2 separate regions of the Rattus norvegicus genome follow, and region 2 is linked to region 1. Evidence: chromatin contacts called from public Hi-C data. All regions are on one chromosome and are shown on one strand. The core of a region is the stretch at or near the end of the contact, and the rest is flanking DNA. Distances in the headings are between cores, read along the strand shown. Region 1 holds the start of Rbpj (recombination signal binding protein for immunoglobulin kappa J region). Region 2 has its middle 85 kb from the start of Smim20.

Evidence for each region. Hi-C and Micro-C count contacts between places; a contact is called where the count stands out from the background.
Region 2: a Hi-C map of the A7r5 cell line shows a contact between it and region 1, with 7 times the contacts expected there. The contact joins the enhancer-like site here to the promoter of Rbpj in region 1. A contact is called at or near these places in 9 of 12 Hi-C or Micro-C datasets (the A7r5 cell line, the Rat2 cell line, Schwann cells and 6 more) and 1 of 1 datasets of contacts at active chromatin or transcription factors (oligodendrocytes).

Annotation. Positions count from the first base shown.
Region 1 is chr14:61,612,430-61,620,139 of GRCr8, forward strand. It overlaps Rbpj (recombination signal binding protein for immunoglobulin kappa J region), which reads right to left and starts at 2,831. Exons shown (of 11, transcript NM_001414973.1): 1 at 2,636-2,831. The coding sequence starts at 2,655.
Region 2 is chr14:61,846,905-61,854,614 of GRCr8, forward strand. No RefSeq gene overlaps it. Among named protein-coding and RNA genes, the nearest start is that of Smim20, 85 kb to the right of the region's middle. Within about 2 kb of position 4,662, at least 11 of the 93 cell types and tissues checked have an H3K27ac peak or open chromatin away from gene starts, as enhancers often do. A contact at or near this core is called in the A7r5 cell line, where this site is marked.

The DNA of each region.
Region 1 (7,710 bases), core at 1,581-4,080:
AAACTAGTGCTTGCTTTCAAGCCAAGTCTTATTTCTAAAAACTGAGTGAACCTCAGAATTAAAACATTTAAGACCTTTAAAACACATTTTTTTCTAATGCCGAACTCAGCCTTAATGCCAAAGATTATCTAATGAATCACACCCGGCAACAGCTGCTTTTTACTTTTTTATTTCACCCATTTAAGAGACAGTAGAAGTAACTTTTACATGGACTTAACTGTTTAAAATGGAGTGCCGAGAAGTATGTAATAGACCGATTCCTTACAAACATGTTGGAGTAATAAGTTTAAAGCTGAAATAGTCAAATACTTAGAAAGTTTCCCAGCCACCGTTCATTTATATGTCCAAATATCCTGCTAAGTTAAGGCACCGTTTTTATTTCATGAAAATTCTTACACTCCTCAGCCTTCTGGCTAAGATAAAACTATAAATAAAAGTCTCACATGCATAGAAACAACACAACTCAAGTCGTAAAGCTAGCTTTATGGTGTCTTTGCAATCATTCTTAAGTGCACAAATCACAAACTACACTGCATTATTATTATTATACAGCATTTGCACTGTGCTCACTACCAGAACCACTGAGTGCCCACTTTTAACCTCCAGTTCTGCGCTAAGTATGAGACAAATGCAAATTCTCACAACTTTATGTATTGTTCACAAAATGTGGTTTAAACTGATTACACTATTAATTTTAATAACTACGTTTTTTAAAACCTTCCCAACATGCCAATAGTCCTTAGACTTCATCTATGTCCTCATCAGCAGTCCTTTGTGTACAACTTTATGAAGCTGCATATAATTTTATGGGTAATTTATCTTCTGAAAGTAGTGGTCAACTAGTAGAAAAGAATTTTCTCAACAATACATTCAGTATTAACAACAACCCTGATACAAAAATTCAGGCTATTAGTATACAGTACCTTACACCACACGCCCAGCCCATCACCCAAGCTTTTAACATTACCATAACAAGAAGCCAAAAACAACTTAATGCCCCTGTAACATAAGGAAGTACCTTTAAGATAACCAAACTAAAAGCTACCAGTCTTTGGCCTCCTGTAATTAATGCATTCCACAAAGATTCTCAGAGCAGTATTCTTCAAACCAAAACTGTGTTCTGGTCTTTGACACCTGATTCCCAACGTCGGACTAGGAGTTGTCACACATCCACAGATGTAAAAAGCACAAACTACATACTCAAACTGCAAATTCAAACAATCATAAATGGTAAACTCATTTAAATTATGATGAAGCAAGCCAGTGATCAAATTCCCAAACCAGATGTCTCCTCCCAAAAAGCAGGAGTAGAAAAATCAATTAAAACTGTAGATACAGATTCCAGGAAAAAGGTAACTTCTCCATCCCAACATTCACAAATTTTCAACATCAAAATTCACTCACCTATTCACATCAAACGCATATCCACTGGAGAATATCTGGAACTATTCTCCAACACCAACAAGAAAAAAAGTACCTTTGAGCCTACTTATAACAGTTTTAAAATATACCCTCCCATCAACCCTCAGGTAACCCAGGTGAAACGCTACAGCGGATGCTCTTGGCCTGGGCCGTCAGAAGCCAGTGATGGGAGAGCAATAGCCATCAAGAAATCTAGATCCTTTTCCAGCGCTACTGTTACCAAGCAAAACAATCACGGGCCCAGAAAGATGGCAAAGAAAAGTGGGATCGTTTTAATCCCAAGAGAAAGGCGGACGGGGGTGGGTAGGGGTGTGATCCCGAGAAAAAGAGGTGCGGGGGGGGGGGGGGGGAGCAGGGACGCGGAGGAGCAAACTTAAGTATCCCCAAGCATCTCCCAGACTCAAACAACAAAAGCAAACCGTAGAGTCTGTGTGCACTTAGAAGCACCAGATGGAGTCCCCCGGGCTGAGACAGTTCAACAGACAGACACAGTGGGCAGTGGATAAATCAAGCAAGCAGTGACGCGAGGGGAAGGGGAGCTAAGAGAATGAGACACTACATGGGGGAGACAAAGCCTCTGGGGGGTGACTAAGGACCAAAGAGAAAAAGGTGAGAGGGGATACACACGAGAAAAGACAATGGAAGAAAGAAAGGCAGGAACCTGGTGCCAGGGCTGTGGCAGGTCACCCGGCTACTGAGGAGAGGGATACAACAAAGGGGCACGGGAGGAAGGACAGTGGAGTGGAGGTGCAGACGGGATGCGGGGCGCGCAGCAGCTCCCACATATCGCCTAAGGCGGCGAAACAAAGGGCCGGGGGCAGAGTCGCGGGGGGCAGCGCGCAGAGACAAAGCGCTCGGGCGCCCAGGGCAGCGGCTGGGCGGACAGGCGACGCGGGCCACAGGGAACAAAGCTGCGCTGGGATCCCGGCCAGGCCGGCCAAGGAGGCGCGCGGCGGGCACGGTGCCCACGGCCCCGCGCGCCGGCCGCACTCCGCCCGCAGCCGCCGGCCTCGTCACCGCCCGCCCTCACGCGCCGGAGCCCGCTCCACCGCGGCGCACCAAGAGTCCCGCACCACCCCGCGCGGCCGCGTCGCCGCCCGCGCCGCCTCCCGAGCCCAGGCGCGCCGCGCAGCCTCGGCCCGCTGCCTACCGCAGGCAGTCAGACGCCCGCAACTTTCCCGGTTCCCAGCACTCGCTGCCCCCTCAGACTTACCCTGTCACAACAGGCGCCATCTTCCACAAACTCTCGCCAAAACTCCAACCCTCGCGAGATTCCCCCCGCCGCCTTTCCCTGCTCCTCTCCCCCGCCCCTTCCCTCGGCCTCGCTGATCGCTGCCACCCGGCCCCCGCGCCGTCTTTCCCTGCTCCGCCGCCGCCAGGAGCCAGCCACCTCGCGCCGCCCGCGGACTAAGGGATCCTGTTCACTGCCTTCCCTGGAAACCTACCCCGACGATGGAGCATGCGCAGGCCGCTCCTCCGCGGACGAGCCCTTCGTGTAGTCCATGGGGAGCGCTCCGGTTATCCGGGTTTTGGGACGCGCCCTCGGGGACGTACGTGGAGACTGAGGAAAACCGGAGGGCATTACTACGGGGACCAAGACTAGAGGGGTCAGGAGGCGGGGCCCAAGGGCCGGGAGGAGGGGTCCTGGGAAAATGTGAGCGTTTCACAGGCCTAGATGAGACACCTCCTCAAGTGGGTGTATTCCAAGTGGCTTCCCGCTCGCAGCGGGTTCCCAGCCCTTTTCATTCATTCGGACGCTCACTGGACACCTCCCTTATTCTAATCTCCGTATCAGGTGCCGGAGCGGTGAGGACCGGATCTCTGTCCGGTCCCCGTGACCTGCCAGCGACCGTCTTCATTCATTTGCTCCTGCACTACCCGCACACGTGGTGAGATAGGCATGACTGCCGCGTGGCCTGACCCTTTCCAGAGCTCTGCAGGCGAAAAGCTTTGGGAGCTAAAAGCTCTGTGGCTGTCGCCGCTTCTCCCCGATGGGAGACGAGGTCATCCCGAGGTCAGCCTCTGACAAAGGCGCCCCCCAGATGTCCACCTTGCACCCACACGCCAGAGCCCCGAATGATTCTCCCCAGAGCCACCACTACGAGCCACACTTCAAGCCTAGGCACTTGGGAGCGAGCTACCCGCCGAGCTCCGGCTGCCTAGGAACTCAAGGCAACAGCCAGCTTGCAGGATGGAGGTGTAGGTGCAGGCGTGTAGGTGACCGCCTAGAAGCAGCTCCTCCGGAGGTGGTCTGACCCTGTCGCCCGCTGCTTGCCTGGAACACCTCCTAGGCAGGTGGAGGCCGAGAGCCCAGCCCCTCCCCTCCCCTACCTGCGATCCTCCCTGCTCCCCCTCCCGGCCCTTTGCTTTCCAAGAGATTCCCAGCTCTTGTACTGCCTCCCGCAGGGAGCCACAAAACCCGGAAAACTGGACTAGACCGCCCGAAACCCTCTCCGAAGCGCCGCAGGATTGGCGCGGCGCGCTCGCGCCACTGCGCATGTGCGCAATGCGGGCAGCCGAGTCTCACGCTACACCTCCTTCCACCGCTCGGCTCAGACACAACACGGGCCGTGGGAAATTTCCTAAACCTCGCGAGAATGCGCTCTCCTACCCACCCGCGGGCGGCTGGTCGTGCGCCCTAAATCTCGCGGAGCGGGGCCCCGACAGGTGTTCGTCTCGTGCGGCTCCCGGCGCGCGTGCCGGGGCGCGAAAGGCAGGGTCGGGCTGGCCCGCAAGGCGGGGCGGTGGGCGTGTGGCGGGGAGCGGCTGGCGGAGGCCGTCCTGGCACACTCACGCACGCGCCAGGGAAGCTTCCTGTCGCCCTCCGGAGCCTGGTACTTTCCTGAAATGTGACAGACGCGGTGCCCCCCGCCTCCGGGAGCTGACAGACAGCCCCGTGTCGGCTTTGAGTCATACATCTGAGTCACCTAGTCTGGCCTCCACTTCACTTGCTTTACAACAAGTTTGGATTCCCTTAACTGTGCTAGCAATGGGTGGTTTTTTCTTTATAGTGTCTTCGATGGCTTTGTGAGCCGGGCAAGGCTCCGGGAAAGCTGAGCTTGACGATCTCACACGTTTGTATTGTGGTACGAGGACACGATTTAAATATCTACCCCTTAGTCTGTCCTACATAGATACCAGTTTCTGTCTCCTCTCTCCCCCATATGACTTAAAGTGCCAGTTTTGTTTCCTTCCTCTTTCTATACTTTTGTAGTAAGCATCCCATTTTAGGTACTGTTTCATCAGATACGTTAGTGGCTGCTGTTCTCCACGCACCCTTCTTGAATTATTTACTTGCTCAAGAGGTGTCAGAACTTTCTTCAGTCCGCCACTTTTCAGACTGGTGTGGTGCTGTGCAGGACTAGTATCTTGCTGTCATCATGCACCCACAAATAAAGATTGAACTTTGACATTTAAAGGACAGTGAACCCTCTAGTAGCTAATGTCTCCTGGTTGAAATCAAGCTTTGCTTTATAAAGGTTTATAAGGGTATGCAATATGCGTTTGCCTGTTACTTTGATTATTTACTTGACGTTTTAAAAAAGACGTATGGCCATTTAATATGCTATGTCAAAACAAGTCTCACCCAGAACAAGAAAGTGCTGCAGAAGTAAAGTGCCTTTAAACATTTCCTCAGAGCCATGGTCATCCCAATGAATTTAAAACCTAGTGTGGTCTGTGACACTAATGTTGGACCGACGGCCATGAGACCTTGGAAAGCCTTGTTAGTCATAAAACTAATCTCAACTCATCAGCTCCACCTACAGTGTTTTCTCAATAAAGCCAATTCCTTTGCTCTCACAGAAGGGGACCTTGGAATTACTTTTGCCTTTTTATATCGCACATCCTGGATTCCACCAAGGAAAATCATGCTAGTCAGATCTACTAGTCTGTTTTCTAATCAGTAATATGTAAAGAAAGGAAGCTAATATTGCTCCCAGCTTTGGAGGGTGCAGGAGCAAATGATGCTAACATCTGTTTGACTGCCGCAAGTCCTCCTCAACAGATGGTGTCACAATAATAAAAGTATGTGCAAACAGAAGAGGTTCACATACACTAGAAGATTGGAAACCAGAGGCAGAACGAGAGCCAGGTTCATTCTTTTTAAAAGATCAAGTTACCTTGTCTTTTTTTATATGTGTGGGTATGCACAGGCCACAGCACACGTGGAGGTCAAAGAACAACTTGCTAAGTTTATTCTCACCTACTATGTGGGTTCCAGGGATCAATCTTTGGTTGTCAGATTTGATGCCCTGATTATATGCCACTGGGCCCAAGTTCTTGAAAATTCAACTACTTCTCACGTTACTACTTTGAGCTCCAAGATTGTGCTAGCTGCCTAACTCTCCTGACTGATTGATTCCCACGCTGTCCCTCCCCTTCCTTTACTTGCAATTCTAGCCTGCTGCCCTTCTTGAAGCTCAGGGGGCAGAGTAGGCACTCGAAACTCCAAGCCTGTGTTGTTTCCTTGAACAACAGTGCTCTCCCCTCACACATATAGGAGGAAGGAAGACTCTTTAAGTCTTTAGGGAAATGTCAGACCCTGGCCAATTTCTGGCCATCCTTCCTAACAGTGATTCGAATGCTTTCTTTCATGCTTTGTTTCTCTGTCTTCAAGCCTCAGTCTCCTGGAACATCATCTGAGGTGAGGTAGGTAGTCATTTGCAGGAAGAATGGAGGGGAGATAGGTAATCTCTCAGGGCAGAGTAGAGATGATTTTAAAGGATGAAAGGAAGAATATTTGAAAGTGGTGGTGGTGGTGGTGGAAGGGGAGCCCATTTAGAATTAGACCAGTAAATGGGGCTCTACTTTTAAGAGTTTTTCTGCTCTTCATGTGAGTCCCTCAGGAGAGAAAAAATTCTTTTAATGGACAATAAAGAAAAAGACACTTCCATTAGTGGCTCGTGGGATTAAAATTATGGTTTCATGTTGGGGTCCTCTCACTTCAAGGGGAGACAACCCTGAACAGTTTCTAACAGAGTTATATACCTTGCAAACAATTGGGGCAAAATTCAAACAATTGGGGCAGAATTTGCACAATGGTAACTATGCAGGGTACTATTATCACTTGGTGGAGCGAAACAACTTTCAGATTGGACCCAGTGTCCCATTCAAGACTTTCCCAAGTTGGGGGAGGGGGAATCAGTTGGAAGCCATAGGTAGCTTTGTGTGACAGTTTGGCTCGTAGCTGCTCCAGGAACTAAACCAGCCTTTTTCTTCATGGGAGGGAGGGATCCTTGTGCTTGGAGGTTTGTGGTGGGAATTTTCCCACTGGCCCGAGGTTGGCTCTAACTCTTCCAAACGCGTCACTCAAAATAAAACTTAAAGAATTGACAATAATTTACAATAGAAAACATGTCTCTCCCAATCTGTTCCCAAGCATTTCCTACTTAAGGCAAATATTATCCTAAATCCTGTGCTCATTATTGTTCTAAAATGTAGCTTATTATATGTGCAATTTTGTATATTCTTTTTTTAAAAGTTCGTATATTCTCAAAAGGTACATAAGTATTTTATTGTTTTATGTGCAGAGAAAGAGCTATATGGTGCAAAGCTGGAGACAGTTTGCAGTTAATATCATATTGCTATGATATGTCCATGTTATATTGATATGTCCATATTATATTGATATGCCCATATTATATTGATATGTCCACATTATATTGCTCTATATTATTCATTTGGATCACAGTATTTCACCGCGAACATGCATCTCTCTATTCATTTGTTTTCCTATTGAAAAGTATTGTTTCTTTTTCCATGGTGTTGATGTAGTGAATAATGATGCTTTCAATGTTTTCATTCACATTTTCTAATACATGTTCAAAATAAGTTATGACTTGTATCATTTTTCTCTATTCAAACTACAATAAAACCTATAACATAAAAAAATGGTCTCTGTGGAAATTGCTTGTGTGTTATTTGTCACTGGGTGTTAGTCATACAACTAGGTGTGGTTTATGCTACAAATATACTAACTTATTTGTTAAGTTGCCTGTATGTTTCTGCACTTCTGATGGTCAAAGAAAATACTGGGAGCCTCCTGTCTATCATTAAGAAATGTCTTTTTCTTACTGTTTTTCCTGTATTTGTATGACTGAATGCATGTACGTAGAGACATAAAGACTGGCCATACTCACCTGTCACTTAGTTTGAGACAGGGTCTGTTGTTTTTCTTGCATAATCCAAGCAAGCGGACCAGTGAGCATTCAGGATTGTCTTGTCTCTGCCTCCCATTTTCCCATAAGAGTGATGGGATTACAGTTGCTAGACTTTAACATGGATTTG
Region 2 (7,710 bases), core at 3,412-5,911, 240 kb after region 1:
CCTTGACTAGAGCTTTGAGTTCACTTGCTAGGCAGCAAAAACTGGTTCTCAGATTACTCTTTCTAATTCTTTTTTTTCTCTACCAACGACCAGCACTTTCCTGTGTCCACCAAGCCTCCTAGAAAACAGCATCCTTTACCCTTTCTAAACCCCCAACTGGCTTTTTGCCAAAGAGAAACCCACTCACCCTCAGAACCCTGGTCCCATCAGCACAGAACCAACAGCTGCCCCTGACCCGCTTCTCCTCAAGAGTTAACCCTGACTTCATCAAGTGAGATGTCGCCTTTAAAAAAAGAAAGAAAAGAGAAAAATCAGGAAGAGGGTGGTTTTGCTTTCAAATAATGTTCCAAAACTCTTTGGCTCACCAAGGAGAACTCCTCATCTGGAAAACTGAGCAAGCCTGCTATTTTAGAATGGCACCAGGCCTCCGGCTTCTTGATTCAGCCGCAGTTGCCACCTCTTCTTCACAGAAAAGGAAAACAACTGCTTAGTTGGTCAGCGACTCACTCCCAAGGACCTTAAAGACATTACAGAAAGTGGAGGCCTCTCGCCCTCTTGCCCGCTATACCCCTTCATTTCTACACCCTCACCCCCAGCCAAAAAGACCGGTCTTGTTTCTCCGGAGCAGCTGAACTCCTAACCTGCTTAAGTGAAGACTCCTCTGATGTCCTTGACCCTGTGGCGTCCCCTCCACACTCGTCCCAACAGTGTGAGGAAGACTGAGTGTAAGCCTGTGTAACACTCTAAAAGTGCATGGCTAGCTGACAGAGTGCTATGAAAAACCAGTGAGCTCGCTCACTCAGCCTCCCTTTCCACAGCAGATCAAGCCTGGAAACTTTCCCACACTGCCAGGGAAAAGGTGCTTGTCTTGAGTCAGCCTTGAGCATTGTAGTCAGTGAAAGCTGTTTCTCTGACTGTCCCCAGGCAGAGCTCCTGTGACCCTGCCAGGTCAGAGTGCAGGGGCCTTCAGGCAAGGTGACTCCTTGAGGGGATGAGTGTCTCCTCAAGCATGATTCTTCCTTAGAAATGGACTAGCTGGAGACAAAGGTTATCCTGCTAGAGATAACTTAAGAAGCTGCCTCTGGCTCTGGAGGTTGATGGGATTATGACAGGAAAAGGACCTGAGGTGAGGAAGGAAATCAACCAGATAATGGATCGGGTCAGAGCTATCGATCAATTGTGGCCACCTCTCTGGGTTGGCACATAGGTGAGTCAAAAAAGTTCATGAAAGCTGCTACCGTGCTGCTTCCAGGCTTGGCACGCCAGGCTGCTCCTCTTGCTCAGAAATGCCAGCCATCCTCCCTCCTGCTCTCCCGTCTCAGGAAGGCTTTCCTCATCCCACACCAGCAAGATCTGTCCTTACCACCCCTCTCCCTCTTCGGGGCCCTCAGTGGCCTGTACATTCTCCTACCCATGCTTTCCACATCGGGACAATTGATTGTCTCCTTCTAAGGGACATTTGGCCTCTTACAGGGAGGAAAACACAATCACGTGCATGGCACAGTAGGCCTTAAGTAATGCTCACAGGGTGGACCAACAAACTCCTTACTGTGCGCTTCAACTAAGAGCGTGTTTAAGATTCCCTCATAGGCCTTCAGCTTCTTCTCACCTAGGGTGCCCGTTCTCTACTCCATCTTCCTCTGTAGTCGTCACCCTATCCAACACACATACACGTGCATATGTGCGTGTGTGCCCCCCCACATGCCACAAACATCACAGGCATACACCATGCACACACGCATCATATACCAGACACACACCTACACACACCACATGCCCGGGCACTCACCCCCTCCACCCCCACACACACATCACAAACATCACAGACATACACCATGCACACACGCATCATATACCAGACACACACCTACACACACCACATGCCACAGGCACTCACCACCCCCACCCCCCCACACACACCACAGGCACACACATCATACACACCTCATACACTGTACCACATGTTCACACTACACAACAACACACACACACACACTGTACAGGCACACACCATACACACACATCCCATACCAGACACATAGACACCCCACATGCCACTGGTACACACCACATACCCCCAGGCACACGCCATACACTCACACCCCACACCCCCACACACCATAGGCACATACCATGCACATACACACACAGATACAGACACAGACACAAACACCACATGTATACACCACACAATACCACACATACATCACAACACACTATACACATACAACACACATACACACACCACAGGCACATACATCACACATACCACATAACACATACATACATCACAACACACTATACACATATAACACACATACACACACCACAGGCACACACATCACGCATACCACATAACACATACATACATCACAACACACTATACACATACAACACACATACACACACCACATGCACATATATCACACATACCACATAACACATACATATATCACAACACACTATACACATACAATGCACATATACACACACACACCACAGGCACATAATCACACATACCACATAACACATACATACATCACAACACACTATACACATACAACACACATACACACACCACAGGCACACACATCACACATACCACATAATACATACATACATCACAACACACTATACACGTACAACATACATACACACACACACCACAGGCACACACATCACACATACCACATAACACATACATACATCACAACACACTATACACATACAACACACATACATACATCACAGGCACACACATCACACATACCACATAACACATACATACATCACAACACACTATACACATACAACACACATACATACACCACAGGCACACACATCACGCATACCACATAACACATACATACATCATAACACACTATACACATATAACACACACCACAGGCACACACACCACACATACCACACAACACAAACACACACAACACACCACACACACACACACACCCCACTACATGTACATACCATACATCACACATACCACACACTCCATACCAAAACACATAACCACACACAAACACCACACACACACACACACACACACACACACACACACACACTCACTCACTCCACAGTAAGAACCTCGTTATTCTCTGAATACCATGGATGCAAATCCCCTACAGATATCATGGTTCATTGTTTAACAGAGGAGAGCACTCAAGCCAAAGCAATCTAATCATTTGTGGGAACTGACAATGCTTCAGGCTTCCTTTAAATTCTAACTGTATCTCTCCCCATCAATAATCACATTCGTTTAACTTAGCCCAGGGCCCCACGGAGCCTTTACATACACACAGCTGAGTGAGTGTTCCCAGTTGAGGGAGAAGATTGTATTTATCTATCTCTAAATACAAGGCAGGGCTTGAGGGACCCAAAATGGGACAAGTCAGGGAGATGTCCCCATACAACTTGGTAGATTTTGGAAAGGCTTCAGAAGAGGCTGCTGTGAGCCTGGGCAAGGGCAGGTGACAGAGCATGGGGTGGTGTGGTACACATGAGCCAGGGCTGGTGGCGGGGGTTTGCCTGAAGGTTGGGAAAAGGATGTGAGACTGTAGGATAGACCTGCATGTGTTGTGCGGCTGACGCCCAAGTCATCAGCTGGCATTTTTAAGGAACAAAGCTGTTGATATATCCCTTTTGGGAAACGAGCGAATGGGACTAAGAGCTGGTGCCCACCGGAGCAGTAAGAGACAAAAGCTGAAGTGAGCTCTTAGCTGCAAGTGAAGGAAGGGGAATCCGGCTTTGAAAGCAGGATGGGTTTTTCTCTTCCAGACCCCAAACCCAGGACTTCTAGATACTTGTCTGCCTGTAGGGAAGAATGATTGGGGGGCGGGGGGGATGAGGGCATCCCATCCGTGTGCGCATGCTCTCTGATTGGTTGCAGGGAGAATTTCAAGGGAGAGTCCTGGATAATGCTCACCCCTGTGTTTCTAAGTGGGATTATGTGGGGCTGACAAGTTGGCTCAACCCTGATAGCTGAGTTCTAGTCTCAGGATCCACAGGAATGGAGGAGGGAGAAAACCGACTCCTGCAAACTGCCCTCTGACCTCCACACCCACACCACGGCACTTACCCACCCAATCACACACACATGCAATAATAAATCTGAAATAGGGTTATTCAGAAACCACACCCCCCCCCAACCTCAGGGGAACTTGAGACGGGATTTTTCCGAATTCTTCCTCCTCTTTTCACCTGTGTTCCTTACATACGGCAGGCAGGCAAAGCCATCCAAGAGGATGCCAGAGGCCAGGGGCAGTAATGGGCAGTCACAAAGGAAGTCAAGAAGTCTGTCCTGCCTGCGTGTCTGGAAATCTCAAAGAAAAAAAGAGAAGTGTATAGCCTGATCGCTGCTGGCTTAGGAATCTGTATTTTTCTGACTTCTGGAAACTGAGCAAAAGTCTTTCACAAATTGCTCCAGGAGAATGCAGGAAGCTGTAACCCACAGACCAGGAGCCAGGGGTCAGCCTGGAAGTGAGCCGCTGGAGGGTAGCTTCCCCAGGTAACTGAGACCCTAGGCCCACCGCAGGCTTGCTATTGTGAGGCCAGGCAATCTCTGGACTGACTTAAAAGGTGAACTTCTCAGCCAGCATAGCCAGTGCACATACATAGAAGAGTTTTTAGAGCTACGGCCCAGTGAAAGCTGAGTCACCAAGAGAGGATAGCTGGCTCACAAAACATCTCCCTGACTTGAAGACTTCGATGCCAAGAGGAGATTTGTAACCTGAGCAAAACGCAGACATCTTCCTGTCTATACAAAGTGTCCCTCCCACTTCAAAGGAAATAAGATAATTGATTCTTACATGATATGAGTGACTATAGACCGGGAACACAGGTTCCCCTTGTCCTGAAATATCATGTTCCGATGTGGAAACAGTTTTGAGAACTTTATAGTTACAAAGCAAGGGACAGGATTAGACTCTCAGGTACTATGAGATAGCATTCTTAGTTTGAGGGTTGGTGAAGGTTAAGCTCTGGTTCCTGCATTCCAGGAGGATTCACCAGATAGGAGGAAGGATGTTAGGGGAGATAGATGAGATAAGTGACTGCTAATGGCACTAAAGATAACCAAGAGGAGCCCGGAACTACATCATTCCAACTCTCCATAATCATTAAATCCTAACCTTTAACTCTTTAACATAGGTGTCCTGTGCCCCCCTCCCCCGCCCAACTCAGTTAACACCTATCCTGGAATCAAATAACGCACTGCGGGGGGCGGGGGGGTGCTACAAGGGTGGAAGGTCCCTTTGTTGGGAGAGTTTCCCAAACAACCAAGGTTTAACCAAACACCACCTCAGCATTTAACTGCTCTGAAGAGGCCAGGTTAACTAAGCAAAAGACTCCCATGGATCCTTTGTGTCTCTATCTGCCCAGCCTAGCTTCCCTGGAGCTCTGGGGACCGCCCGGACAGAGATAAGCTGGATTCCTGTAGTCCAGGGGGATACACTCCCGCCTGTGAGAAAGGATCAGATTTACGTGCAGCTGGGCTTCCTGGCAACGACGCAGACCAGACAGAACGAGGAGCCACGTGGAGAAGAGGTGGAGCAGGGGTGGGTGGGCCACAGAGGCTAGTTCTGAGCAGGAGTGGGGATAGGAGAGATGCAGAAAGAAGACTGCTGAGGTGATGCCCAGGCCGGGAGGCCTTCATGGAAGATAGCAGTTTCAGGAAGAAGGGTGCTAGCAGATCGAGTGAGAGGTGCTGAGGCCACAGACAGGACTTCCCCAACCCCATCCTCTTCTGGGACCCTCCTGCCTAGAGAAGTAGTGGTCCTGTTTGCACGTGGCGTTGCTGCCCCCTCCTGGGAGATGCCGGCAGCTGCTCCTCACTCCTGAGACGCTCAGCCGGTTCCAAACCAGCTGTCTGCACTCACAATGGGGTGAACTCTCCCACTGTGAACATTCCCATTAAAATTACCCGGGTCAGCGCAGGCTGGTGGCCGTGGAGCAGGCCTGTAAGCCCAGCCTAGGCAGGAGGATTTGGAAGTCGAGAACAGTCTTAACAATTTAGTGAGACTCTATCTCCTGAGAGTAAAAATAAAAATCAGAAAAAGGATATTGCCCTTGCAAACTTGATCAAGGCAATCCCCAGTATTTGGGGAGGGGGAGTTGGGAGGCAGTGAGGAGGGGAGTGGAATCTATTAAACGTGTCTCCTTTCTTTTAGTTCACATTCTTCGTGTCTTCATGTAATCTGTCTTTTGCCACCAACTTGCACTTGCCAAGAGTGGAGTTTGGCACACGGGGTGTCTCTGTGGGCTCCGGAAGGCAGGGACTATCGGCTGGTGTCGTGGTGCCCTTTGCCTGAGAGCACCTGCAGATCTGCTGGGCCCTAAGGTCTGGCAGTGCTCTTTCTTAGTATGAATAAGCTTTGGCTTATAAAGAAGGCTGAGGTAGCCGAGACTAGCTCAGTTGGTAGACTCCATCTAGCCCTGGGCTCATCCCTAGCATAAGACCGAGTGTATCAACACATGCTTGTAACCACTCAGGAGACAGAGGCAGCAGGATCAGAAGCCCAAGGTCATTTTCCCCTGCTGCACAGTTTGAGGCCAGCCTGAGGTACCTGAAACCTTGACTGGAAACAAAATAATAATGATAATAATATATCAATATAATAACAATAGTTATTATTATTAAGTTATTCCCAAAAAGAATTAACAAGTTAACTCATAACAAACTAAGACAATTGTTGCATGTTCTGATAAACATTTTGTGAGCATGGGCTAGTGTCTCTCTACTTAGAGAAAACCCTGTGTGGCTTCTCCTTGGCACGGCCCAACACACCACAATCTGCTCTCGTTCTCTGAGGCTGAGATCAAGTAAAGTGACAGTTGCTGGAACCTTGGCACTATGACCCTGTGCCTATCAATCTGAAAATGGTGCAGCTAACAGGAAGGGTAAACGCTGCCTCAAGGGCAATTCATGCTCTAGGAGACATGGATATAAAACCAACCATGGTTTATTTCTTCATGGTTTTGGACCACTATTAGCTGTGTGTAGCTTGTCCCTGCTGGATATCAGGGTTTGCCACACTGTTGTGAGCCATTTCCTGTGCTCACCCCACTTCTCTAGCAGATGTCAGTCTCTTGCTCAGACTCTGGTCCCTTGAATCCACATCGTGGAAGGAAAGTGGTACTTAAAATACTTTACACATGCATGCTCACACACACACACACACACACACACACACACACACACACACACACGGGGCGGGGGGAAGCACAGACATAGACACAGAGAGACAAACAGAAACAAAAAGAGACAGAGAACAAATTAACAAATCAATCCAATTGAAACAGAAAAATAAAAGAGAGGCAGAGTTTGCTCGACCTGTGTAGACACCAAAGCCCAGTGGGGCCCAGGTCCTGCGGGCAGCTCCACTGCTCCACTGCTGCCTGTCAGGATCTCGCCTCTCCTAACTAAGCTTCTCGCCTCTCCTAACTAAGCTTCTCGCTTGCTCTTTAACTAGATTTCCTGCCTACAGATTACTCCTTCAGTTGTCAGAAGAGTGACCCCCACTAGTGCTTCTTTTTAAGATCTTCTTGTTGGATCATTTGGGGTATCTGTTTGTGGGATTTGTATGGGAGGGGTTTGTTTTGGCTTTGTGGGGATGCTTTGTTTTTTGGAGTCGGATCTCGGGTATTCTGGGCTGGTCTCAAACTGGCTAAGAGGCTGAGTGACCTTGCTGTCTG